Linked DNA regions of Gossypium arboreum: region 2 is linked to region 1. The links are chromatin contacts, called in public Hi-C maps. All regions are on one chromosome and are shown on one strand. Each heading gives the region's core, a stretch centred on a gene start, on an enhancer-like site or on the middle of the called end of the contact. The rest is flanking DNA. Distances are from core to core; before and after follow the strand shown.

Region 1 (6,070 bases), core at 585-3,084:
GTTAAACCCTTAAAGGGTTTTATGGAAGAAGTGGAGAACTTGTTCGTTGAGAGTTCGCAATGAAGAACTTGTTCATTGAGAATTTGTGTTAAGGTGGAGATTGTTAGAATTAAGTGACCCGAATCCTTATTTAAATAAAATACAGTGGTAAAATAAAATAAAAGAAGAATCTATATAGAATTACACTTATTTTATTTTATTTTAGAATAAGGTTTTTTAAACCTTATTAAATTCCATCTATTTGATATTGATTAGAATAAGGTGTTTCAGTTTTACTAGAATATGGCTTTACAAGCCTATAAATAGACATAGTCTATTCCTCTTGTAATTATTCGAATTCGACAAAGTGAATTTTCTTCTCCTCTACCCGTGATGTTTTCCCGAAAGGGTTTCCATGTAAAATCTGTATGCTCTTTATTTTATTTTATTTTTCACATGATACATGTCCTAAGAATTTTCCTGTATTGAGAAAGTGACCTTTAGGAACTACAAAAATAATGGGAATCTCCATTGACAATGGTGATGCTCTTTCCTTCTCTCACAATTTAAATGAAATGAGAATGTGAAATGTAACATTATAATGTTTGTTATATGTAACAAATTATTGATTAAAATTATTACTTAACTCATAAATTAACATTTAAATTATATCATTAATTCTATTTCAATGTCTAAATTTTTTAATCACAAGCTATTTATTACTTCTAATACTTTGTTTTTTTATTGTAGAATAATTAAATTATTTGTTTCACTAATGATATTTTAGCACATTAAATATGTATTGCAGTTTAAAAATAATAAAGTAGGTTATATATTATTTTATAATATTATATATTATGATTTTTAATTCATATAATAATGATTATATTAAGAATTTTATTAAATTATATAATATTTTATTAAATTGTATTTAATAATAATTATATTAAAATATGATTAAATTATTGATTTTTATTTTTATTAAAATATATTTAACAATAATTTTATTAAGATTTAATAACAATAACAATAATTATCTATCCAAAAAATTACATTAAGGGTATTTTGGTCATTTAAGTAATTTTTCTTATACTATTACAATATCTATTCCATTCAACCAAATACAAAAATATTATTATAGCTCTATTCCATTCCATTCAACCAAACAGTTGAATTACTGATTACAGCTCTATTTCATTACAGCTCTATTCAATTACAGCTTTATTCAATTACAGTCCTATTCCATTATAGTAAACCAAACGTACCCTTAGAGTTCATAAAAGAAACGTTTTATTTTTGTATAGAAGAAAAGAGAAATGAATGAAAAAGAGAGAGAGAAGGGTCTGTAGCCCTTTGTTTTAAGCAGAGGTGAAACTAGGGGCCGCTCCCAAAATGAAAATTTTTTATTTAGGCTCGTAAAGATAAAATTATATTTTGACCCCTTAAAAATATAAAAATTTAGTTTAATCTTTTAAAATTTATAAAGATATAGGCTATTAAAATAGTGAAATTTTATTTTACTATCGTAAAAATTACAATTTAATTTCAATCCTAATAATATTTTCTAATTTCAGCTATAGAAGGTAAAGACTTAACCGCAAAATGTTACACATAAATAAAGTTAGTAATCATTTCATAATAAATTAAAGCTTATGACCAAAATCTAATTTATACGATACAATCAATAAAATATTTACTTTATAAGATTTTGGAAAGAGATAGATTTAGCAACTACGTTTGAATCACTACTGAAATTTTAAAGTTGAAAAATTCCATGGATTAATAATACCAAATTAAAATACAAGGACTGAATTTATAACAAACACATAGTATAGGAACTAATAATGAATTTCACCTATTTTTTAACGTGGGACTTTTCTTTAAACCGTTTTCTCGACCTTCACACCACCGCGCTGCATATTTTGTTTGTTTTGTTCTTCACTCACTCTCTTTTGATCTTCTTGGTTTCTGTGTTTGGCGTTGTACGGAAATACTTTCTCCATAGCAATGCCCGAAACGACTGAGGAATCCGAACTTCACAATGGACACCAACCACAAGCAGAACCGGAACCGGAACCAGAATCAAAAGCGGAATCTCAACCCGAATCGAAAACGGAGCCAGGACCGGAAAACAAACCGGAGGACGCACTGAAGGTGGAACCTGTTGTAACCGGTGCGGATCCGAACACGAAGGAGGAGGACAAAGAGAGCTCGATCCAATCCAATGACGCGGCCAAGCCGTCATCCACTGACCAAAATGCTCGGCCGCAGCTGCGAAAAGATGAAGGGAATCGGACTTTCACGATGAGAGAGTTGCTAACTGAATTTAAAAGCGACGAAGAGGAAGCAGGCTCTCCTTACAGGTACATTTTTTGTTTATTTTTTTTCGTTCTGGATTTTCGATTGAACAAGCAACGACGCTCTTTTATTTTATAATTGGATTTAGTGAGATTATAAATGTAGAAATTTTTGGATCTGTGGAATTCTCTGTTGATTCATCTCCTTAATTACATATGTGAAACGATTAATTGTAAAGTTAGGCTGTTTCTCGATTATATCCTGAATAGACAATTTGGAGAATTTTACCAAATGCAATTGAGGTGTACTCTTGCTATTAAACTACAAGTTAATTTTCGTTAGTAGCATGGATGAGCAACTGTTCTCCAGTGACGGTCTTCCACTGTCCTGGATTCATTATCTTTAAACTTCAGATGCAAGAAATATATGTTTATTTCAGTCCTTCAATTGGTTTTGGATTTCGTGTTTGGCGTTCATTGTAGTCTTACTTTATGTCTAACTTAATGAATGAACCCCTAGTATCAGGATCTTTCACTTCTGGAATTAAGTTTACCTTCTTTTTCATGTGCCACATTCATGTAAAGCTTAAGTATGCTATATATTGTTCCTGCTTGTATTTCTGGTTCTTCTTCCGCTTGTAAAAGATATTGTTTTCTTTTCTGTGATTTGTATGTTCCAGTCGAGAAAGCACGCAGAGACAATCCAACCAAAACAGTGCTGCAATGGAGTTGGTCAGTAGTGTCACTGGTGCTGATGAGGAGGGCCAGTCTCGCCAACGGGTTCTTGTGTATGCTGCCAAGAGGTACTGTCAGTCTTATTTTCTTACACTTATCACAATTTACTTTGATATTGAGCATGATATGTTTCTGTTCCAGAGTCCTGATATTCCATAGTAGTGATTTTCAGTTTGGCTTTGCAGGTATGCTGCTGCTTTAGAGAAAAACCCAGAAGATTATGATGCACTTTACAACTGGGCATTGGTTCTTCAGGTTTGACATAATGGTTCATTTTGATTATTATGTTAGCATCATTCAGAATTATATATCAATAAGATTCAATCATTATTTGGCTAGGACAGCCTTCATAACAGGGTCAAGCTTATCATAATGTTTAATGTTGCAAATTGCTCATATCATGTCCACACTGTTCTTATTTGGCTTACAGGAAAGTGCTGATAATGTTAGTCCAGATTCTACTTCACCTTCTAAAGATGACTTGCTAGAGGAGGCTTGTAAAAAGTATAACGACGCAACTCTTCTTTGCCCGACACTTCATGATGTATGTATGCTTCTCCATGTCCCAGATGATCTTGTTGCATTCCTATGGATTTGTGATTTTTTTTGTTCACTTTCAACTGCCAAAGGCATGATGACTGCTCAAAATGCATAAGTCACATAAGAAGCTGAATACACAAAAGAAATGAGTTTAGAGCTGCATAAGCGCTTCTATATATACACGTACTCACAAAAGGAGAAATGAGTCTGTATAATTTGTATATGTTTTTCTGATTTTCATTCACATGACTCTGATGCTAAGTCATTAATTGACAGGCTTTCTACAACTGGGCAATAGCAATATCTGATCGAGCGAAAATGCGTGGTCGGACTAAGGAGGCTGAAGAACTATGGGAGCAGGTTCTGACTATATAATTTTGGTATTTCAGTCACGCTAGACATTTGTATGAATAACACTAGTCCTTTATTGGAAACTCTTGGTGTCTTGTCATGGAACACCTTTTCCTTGGATGGATAAGATCTCATTTCCTGTTTCTGTTTCATGTTAACCGCTTACTTTTATATAATCTGTTTCAGTAAGGCCAGAACCATTGGAGTTGGTTTTGACTGTGGAACCTTGATATATATTCTAGAATTAGTACGGAAACACGTTGTCTTTGTGGTGGTGCTGTATAGAGATCCTTAATAAATAAAAACCTTTACCTTGAGTTTGATGGAGCCTAATCTTATTGTTATGGCTTTGTAGGCTACAAAAAACTATGAAAAAGCTGTCCAACTCAACTGGAATAGCCCTCAGGTATATTTGAAGTAGTTATTTACTTTAGTCTTGTAATTCTGCTATCTAGAGTGACTCCATTTTTTTTTTTATTCTGCCAGTGATTATAATGATGCTAAAATCTTTTTCAGGCGCTAAACAATTGGGGACTTGCACTTCAGGTAAATTATGATTTAGTGATGAATGTTGATTAATCAGCTTTATTTATTTCCATATCTTTCAAATTAAGATTTGATTCTATTTGTATGGACTCTGAGAATGCTTTACCTACTTTCTTGTCTTATCACATATTCTTTAGGAACTCAGTGCAATTGTTTCTGCACGAGAGAAGCAAAAAATTGTGAAGACTGCAATTAGTAAGGTACAAAAGTCATTTGGGGAAATCAGAGTGCTTGGATGACTATAGGAACAGGCAGCAAAGTAATCTGACATCTGATATGTCCTAAAAGAATAGCTTATAGTTTTCTTTTCTATTCTTATAATATCCTTTACTTCTAATGCAGTTTCGTGCAGCAATACGATTGCAATTTGATTTCCATCGAGCAATATACAACCTTGGAACTGTCTTGGTAAGTACCTAGTTCTTAGACTGGAAACTTCACTTATGATTATTTCTTTTTGATATAAATGAGATTAGTTAATGGCTTCATTATGTAAACATTTCTAAGTGAAGCATATCAAAACTTGAAATATCTGTATTTTAATTGCAGTATGCACTAGCTGAGGATTCAGTACAAACCGGTACTACAAATCCTAAAGAAATGTCCTCCAATGAGCTGTATAGCCAGTCTGCTATATACATTGCAGCTGCACATGCATTGAAACCAAATTACTCTGTAAGAAATCTATATTTATTTGGGACTAGAGAGTTTTACTAAATAGATAGAGTCAATTTCTGGTTATGTAGGTGGCATAATTATAGGTTGATGAAAAATTTGCAGCATAAATTTTGACTTTCTGCAAACATAAATTTTGCCAGAAAGCTAACGTTATATTTCTTCATTTTCTCTGAAATTTAAAGTTTTAGAATTGTGCAAATTGACGTTAAAGTTCCCATCTTAGTTTTGTGGATATATTTTGTTATTTTAAAATGTCCAGGTTTTGAGCAGTGTGTTTCTTGGACATCAGAGTTTTACTGACTAGATGTAGTCTCGATTTCTGGTTATATGGGTTGCATGATTATTGGCTGATGAAAATTTTTGTAGCATAATTTTAGCTTTTTGTAATCATAAAATCTATAAGAAAGCTAATGTCATACTTTTTCATTTTCTCCTAAATTTAAAGTTTCAGAATTGTACAATTTGACTTCAAAATTCCCATCTTAGTTTTGTGGATATGTTCTTATTTGGTATTTTTGAACGTCCAGGTTTACAGCAGTGCCTTGAAGCTTGTTCATTCAATGGTCAGTATTTAATCTTTCAACAATATTTTTGAGGTTTTGTTTTCTAAATCGATTGAATCTTCTGTTAGCAATGTTGAGCCCTTAGCTGCGAGAATAATCTCCTTTTCTTTTTTCCTAGTTAAGTAGCATTGTCATGGATCTTTTAATTTATAGGAGTAATACTTTGGGGCGTGATCCATGAATTCCACAGTTCTTTCTTGTCGGAAAATTGATGCTGTTTTTTACTTTTAAGTATCACTGCACTATAACCGAGTCCTTGAGCTGCACAAGAAACTGATGCAAAATTATAGAGAACTATGTAAAAGGCCAAATCTAAGTTAGGGAAGGCCATTAATTTGGAATCTTTAGTTAGCGCTTAGATTACGCTTTTATTGCTTTCCT
Region 2 (6,133 bases), core at 2,757-5,256, 390 kb before region 1:
AATATTAAAATAAGGTAATAACAAAAAATACTATATATAGATATATACATAATAATATAAAAAATGTGATATTAGAAACATATATACATAATAATATGAAAAAAATATATATATATATATATATATATATAATATAACATTAGAATATTTACATAATAAATACATATTAGAAATAATAATAATGTTAAAACAACTATTAATAATAATACTACACAAATATATACATATATATACATTAAAGATAATACATATAATAATAATATTAAAAGTACATCAAAAACGATTATTATATATAATAGTAATTAATATTTAAAATAATAAAAATGTTAAAATAATAGAAAATAGTGATAATAATGAATATAACATTAAAATAAAGTAGTAAATAATGAATATAATAATAGTATTAAAAACAATAATAATAAATACAATAGTAAACCTACTAGTAAAAATAATACTAAATATAATATAATAATTATTGATTTTAAAAGAATCAACTTAATAGTATAGGAATGAAAATAAATGAAGAAGGATTAAAATCGGATTAAAAAATTGAATTCTGGGGCCAAATCAGAAATAAAATAAAAGGAAGAACCCATTTGAAACGCGCGGAAACAATGGGGGGCCAAAAGGGAAATTTTCCCAAGCCTCTAAAATGCATAGCATTGAACGGGACTAAATTGTAAAGCGGGTCAAATTTCAGGGCCAAATTATTAAATAAATATAAACTTGATTTAAAACGCCGAAAATGCGGAAGGGCCGCGCGCGTAATTAGACCAATATACAAGAAAACATGCGGATCCTAGGCTCCCATGGGTCGGGTTTCGGGTCAGAGGCCAAAACGACGTCGTTTTGGCCCTTGAACCCACACGTTAAAACGGCGCCATTTCGTCTTTGCTATTTAAACCAATTTTTTTTTTTAAAATTCATTTCATCCCTTGCTCTCCCCTTCTCTCCCTCAGCCCAGAGTCTCCGATTGCGGGCCGGTCGTCGTTCCGCGGCACCGTTGCCGTCGCCGGCCACCGCATGAATTCCAAAAGGTAAATTTTTTTTCTCTTATTTATTTATTTATTTCTTTTATATATTTATGATGTATATATATATAAAAAAATTAGTAGATTCGAAAAAAAATAAAAATAAAATAATAGAGAAAACTAAATCACCTTAGGTATTTTCTTTTCGATTTTGGGATCTTTGGTCTTCTGATTTAGTATTATGCTTGTGCTTTGGTATTGCTACGATCTCTATTTTTTTTGTTTGAATGTCTATTCTTATTTTCAAAAAACATCCCCCTTTTACAAAATGATTTCTAGGCTTATATAGACCTATTTTTTACAAGCATTCAATATTTTATAAATAATGTCTTTTCTTTTGTAGGTGAACGGCGGTGCTGCAAAGCTGGTGGTGCAGAGGGCAGTTGTGGCAGACGGCATGGGGGTGGCCTGGCTCTGACAGTAGCTAGGGGCTACGGTTTCATACTGTTTGTTTTGTTTTTCTATGATATTAGGCTAGGTCTAGATTGATTGGGCTTGGTTATTGGGCTCCAAATATGGGTTTGAAAATGGGTTAAGAGGTTTGTTATTTTATAGGCCAAATTGGCCTACAACACTAATAATTAAATAATCTTTAACCGGTAAATATATACACGGATTTTAAACTCCCCCAACCCATAAAAAAAATCTAATAATGTTATTGAAATTTCCCTCCATTTCCTCTTAATTATAGAAAAAAAAAAAGAAAAAAAAAAAAAGAGAGCATAAGATGTATGTAGGTTGAAAGATCATGGAGACTATCAGGGTATAAGAAAGAAGTCTTGAACTATATATACATGTATTTATGTATGTATGAGGTAGTCTTCCCTCGACTTCTTTTCCCTGCAAGAGAACTAATTAAGGCAGGGAAGTATGATCTCAAGCTTGTAATTTGTGGCAGACGCTAGACTTGGGGTTTGCCATGGAACCTGCGCATGGTGTTTAATGGTAAGAAAAAATAATATTAATGGCTCCTTCATAAGAGAACCTAGCCCTTTTTTTTTTTTTTTTTGTTACAATGAAACTGGAATTAACTTACATATTTCTGCAAAACAAGGCTGCTTGGATGCTTCGTCCTCCTCGAAAGATGGTGGAACTTGTCCATACACCATTTCACAACTCATGTCTTCAAAATCTGAGGACCAATCATTTAACCTTTTAAACCATTACCGACATGAAGCTGAAAATTCAATAGGGCAAAGACCAAAATTTTGAAAGAACATACTTGGGATCATGGTTAATGGAAGGCCGAACTCATTGGTAAAGAAATCTTGGGTTGGAATTTTGCACATATTCACACACATACCAACACACCCACTGTTCTCTAGGTACCTTTAGAGAAAAAAATATTGCAGAATTAAGTAGATTTAAGAGCATTCATGAAGTCATATATGAATGAATGAATCAAGTTCTGTACCTGCATTTCTTAATATGAACCCCACTTTTTTGCTTCACTCCATTTATCTCCACTTCCACAACCTAATAAACATTTATCAGTTAGAATTAGAGATGCAAAAATGGTGAAAGTATGAGTTTTAGATGTTGAAAACGCAAGCTTATGTTGCTTGGAATAATGACCATTTAGGATTTTGATCAAAGGGGTATAAGCTTTATCTTACATTGAAGAGCAGGGAATCCAATAAAATGTTACCACCTCTGTTACAAAAATCGCATTTATTATAACATTATTGAGTAGAATTAACCATTCACAAACTTTAAATTGTGTTTATTTGGTATTTATATAGAAAGTTTTAATTTTTGGTAAAAGAATCATATAAAAATTGTATTCAGTAAAAATATCATAAAGTCTGTTGTATCAAGGGTTGAATTGCATTTTGTCTCTTATACTAAAAAGAATGAGTAAATTAGTCCTGTTAAAAATTTCATCAATTTCTATTGTTTAAAAACTGATCACTGCATGTTAATATGAGGTATATGTGGTATGTTATGCTTTATTGTCTGATTTTTCATCAATCATACTAATTTTTAATGGTATAAATTGATGAAATTTTTAAGAGAAATGACCAGTTTATTTTATTATCTAATATATAAAGATTAATTTATCTTTTTTGAGTAAAAAAATAAAATGTAATCTAACTAACATTGGTTACAATTAGATGACAGAAGAAAGTGCAAAACAGCAAAGAGTAAACAAAATTTACCTCAGATGGACCAACTAACCAGTAGAAGAAAGGAACAGTGAGTGCAGCATTGAACTCTGCAGCCCACTTTGTTGGTGGAAACAATTTCCTAAACTGCATCCATAGCAACAACAAGGTTACATGATAATTATTTTAAAACACAACTAACCGAACAGTTCCAATTTTTAAAACTATAATAAGTTGTTCACCTGAGCTGGTGCGCCCGGTGGGAGCATGGACAAGAGCACTTGTCGGACCACTTGTTGCTGCTGCAACCGAGACCTCCCTTGCATTACTCTCTTTGACACCTCAACAAAGCTCTCATAGTCATAGTCGAAAACCCCTTTCTTTGGTTCTGTTCCAGCTTTTGGTGAAGCCGCGAACTTCTCCATCTTGCGGGCGAAAAGACCCATAAATGCCTTGGCAAACAACCCATCGTTGTATTTAGTTTTTTGTCCCAATGATGCTGGTTCTCCCGACGGCTCTGCAATACTACACCGGATGATAATGTTGCTAAAGGTTCTTTGTTTACGTATTGGTAACTTTTGAGGGGCAATCAAATGTGTGGCTTGGAGGCCTAAAGCCACCATGGTTTTTTGCTTTTAACTGCTGTTTTTTTTTTCTCTCGAGAAAGCACACTCAAAAGCTCAGCCTGCCTGCCTGCTTGGAAGTTATCAAATCTGTTTCATTAACAACTAAGAAAAAAAGGTAAAGATTATGTGGTTGGCTGAGGTTGCATGGCCGCCATTGAATAATCGATGGCCATACGTATCATCACTGAGAGAAGATTAATAATTATTTCCTTTGTTGTCCTTGGTGTTCATATACTAAATAATTTTAATATGTTGGTTACAATTAAATAAATGCATTTGCAAGGTTAAGAGTGAAATTTCCAAACAAAAAAAGAGGATGGTCCCATTTGGACGAAGGAATAGAGAAGTGGTCGGATATGTTTCTGAGGCTTAAAGAGATGCCACGCATTGGCCTTGCTGTTAACACGGTGTCTGGAATTTGTGAAGCCAAGCAAGCCAGCTACATTTATATTATTTGAACAAAAGTAACCATTAATATAAGTTTTTGGAAAAAAAATTTTGAATAGTAATTTTAAAAATATTTTTTAATTATTAAAATAACATTTAATGTATTATTATTTTATAAAACTATTTTAAAATTATGTTTTTGAGAAGAAAATTTATAGAAGATATTTTTAATCTAATTTTAAAAAAGGAATAAAAATGTTTATTAAGAGTGATGATGTAAAATAAAATACTTTTTAAATTGATTTTAGAAAAAAAAGTTTATGGAAAAATAATTAAAATTTTTATTTAAAATTAAAATTATTAAAATTAATATATATAGAAAATTTTTTAAAATTAACTTTGTAAAATAATTAATGACATTAAGAAATTTTAACTCTTACCATATAAATTGATTTTGTAGAAAGCATTTTAGAAAATATTTAATAATATAAATGTATACATTTATAAGCAATATTATTTATCTATTTATTTTAAAATGTTTAATAATATGAGTGTATATATTTACGGCGAAAATAGATTTTAGTCCAATATAAGCGATATTATTAAACCGGATATTGACTCTGTAAAAAAATTCTTTTTAACTCTCGAATATTATAAATGTATACATTTATAAAATCACTTTGTAAAATAATTAATAGTGAGTCTTAATTGATATCATAAAATTGCAATTAACAAGGTATTAAATAATAAGAGTTGTCACTTATCAAAATTATAACTAATTCACTTAATGGTATTTTTCTTCTTTGTTCTAAAATGTTACTATACATTATATATAATATTATATATATGTCACAGGTCGCGGATTAAATCTCATGATTATTGTGCATAGAACGACTTTTAAATGTCAACTTATAAAATGTGGCTCATTTGATTCGCTTGAATTGGTCTGATTTGTGAAACATATGGAAAAATCTCAGAATTAATGTAAAACTAGAGTTATCAAGGTAATTAATGTAAATAATAAGGGATAAATATGTATAGAGTTTAAATCTCTTAGAATTCTCATTTTGTAGATAGACACAAATCTTAACCGTCGATGTAACTCAATTTGTATCATTAGATTTGAGAGAGCTCATGTAACGCCCCAGAATTTATAATTCTGCTTCTGTAAGTATTTAACACAATTGAGTATCTGTTTCAGTGGTTAAGTGTTTTAAAAGTGTGTGAGGGGTCCCAAGTTCCAAATGTAGCTTTGGCAAATTTTAGTATTTTTTTGACTTAAACCTTACACTTGTTCAGCGGGTTTATATTTAATTACTCGTAATTTCACATCAGAATAAGCTTGTTAGTTCAAGTGGTATGAAGGTCCTTTGTTTGAATCTGTGCGCGAGAAAGGATATTTATTTTTGCTCGATTCAGTGAGAGAGAGAGGGTTTGATGGAATTTGAACTCTGAGTAGTTTGAGGGACGTGGGAGTTATTTTGGTATTATCAAAATAATTTATTTGATTTTTCCAAAATTCCTCTTTCCCTTTTGACGTTTCAGTTTCCTCATATCCCCTGTCAAGATTTTCTTCTTTTCCTTACCTTTTCGGCTTTTCAATTCAACTCTTGTCTGCAAATCTTGGTAGTGTTCATTCGGTAAGTCCTATTCTGTTTAATCTCGAGGTTTTTGGTTAAGTGTTTGATGAGGGGTTGTTTATGTTGCTTTCGGTTTAGGAGAAGGACAAATTTTGGCTGAGGATTCAACAGCGATTTAAGTGTTTGAGGTTTCGGCTTTGTAGCAGGAAGTGTTCGAGTGCGTTTAGTAATATTGTAAAGCTGTAATAGTGAAGTATTCTTGCTTGATTTCGTTAAAATTGCTAAATTTGAACTTTGGTATTGGCAATTTTTAGGTCTTGGAGTGCTCGGGAGTGTTTTTGCAGCAAAACGATACCAGGTGTGTACTCAAAAACTTAGAAAACGGGATTAGGCAAAAGCTAAAA

Evidence for each region. A called contact is a pair of places that touch in the nucleus more often than the background predicts.
Region 2: a Hi-C map of leaf shows a contact between it and region 1, with 4 times the contacts expected there. The contact joins the promoter of LOC108472944 here to the promoter of LOC108479496 in region 1. A contact is called at or near these places in 2 of 5 Hi-C or Micro-C datasets (both in leaf).

The regions. Positions count from the first base shown.
Region 1 is chr1:30,617,497-30,623,566 of ASM2569848v2, reverse strand. It overlaps LOC108479496 (protein HLB1), which reads left to right and starts at 1,834. Exons shown (of 14, transcript XM_017782140.2): 1 at 1,834-2,342; 2 at 2,957-3,079; 3 at 3,197-3,266; 4 at 3,442-3,555; 5 at 3,828-3,911; 6 at 4,258-4,308; 7 at 4,419-4,448; 8 at 4,586-4,648; 9 at 4,791-4,856; 10 at 4,998-5,123; 11 at 5,654-5,689. The coding sequence starts at 1,987.
Region 2 is chr1:31,006,060-31,012,192 of ASM2569848v2, reverse strand. LOC108472944 (beta-carotene isomerase D27, chloroplastic) reads right to left here and starts at 4,006. Exons shown (of 6, transcript XM_017774510.2): 1 at 3,379-4,006; 2 at 3,191-3,283; 3 at 2,446-2,507; 4 at 2,254-2,360; 5 at 2,068-2,163; 6 at 1,572-1,957. The coding sequence starts at 3,759. The coding sequence ends at 1,908.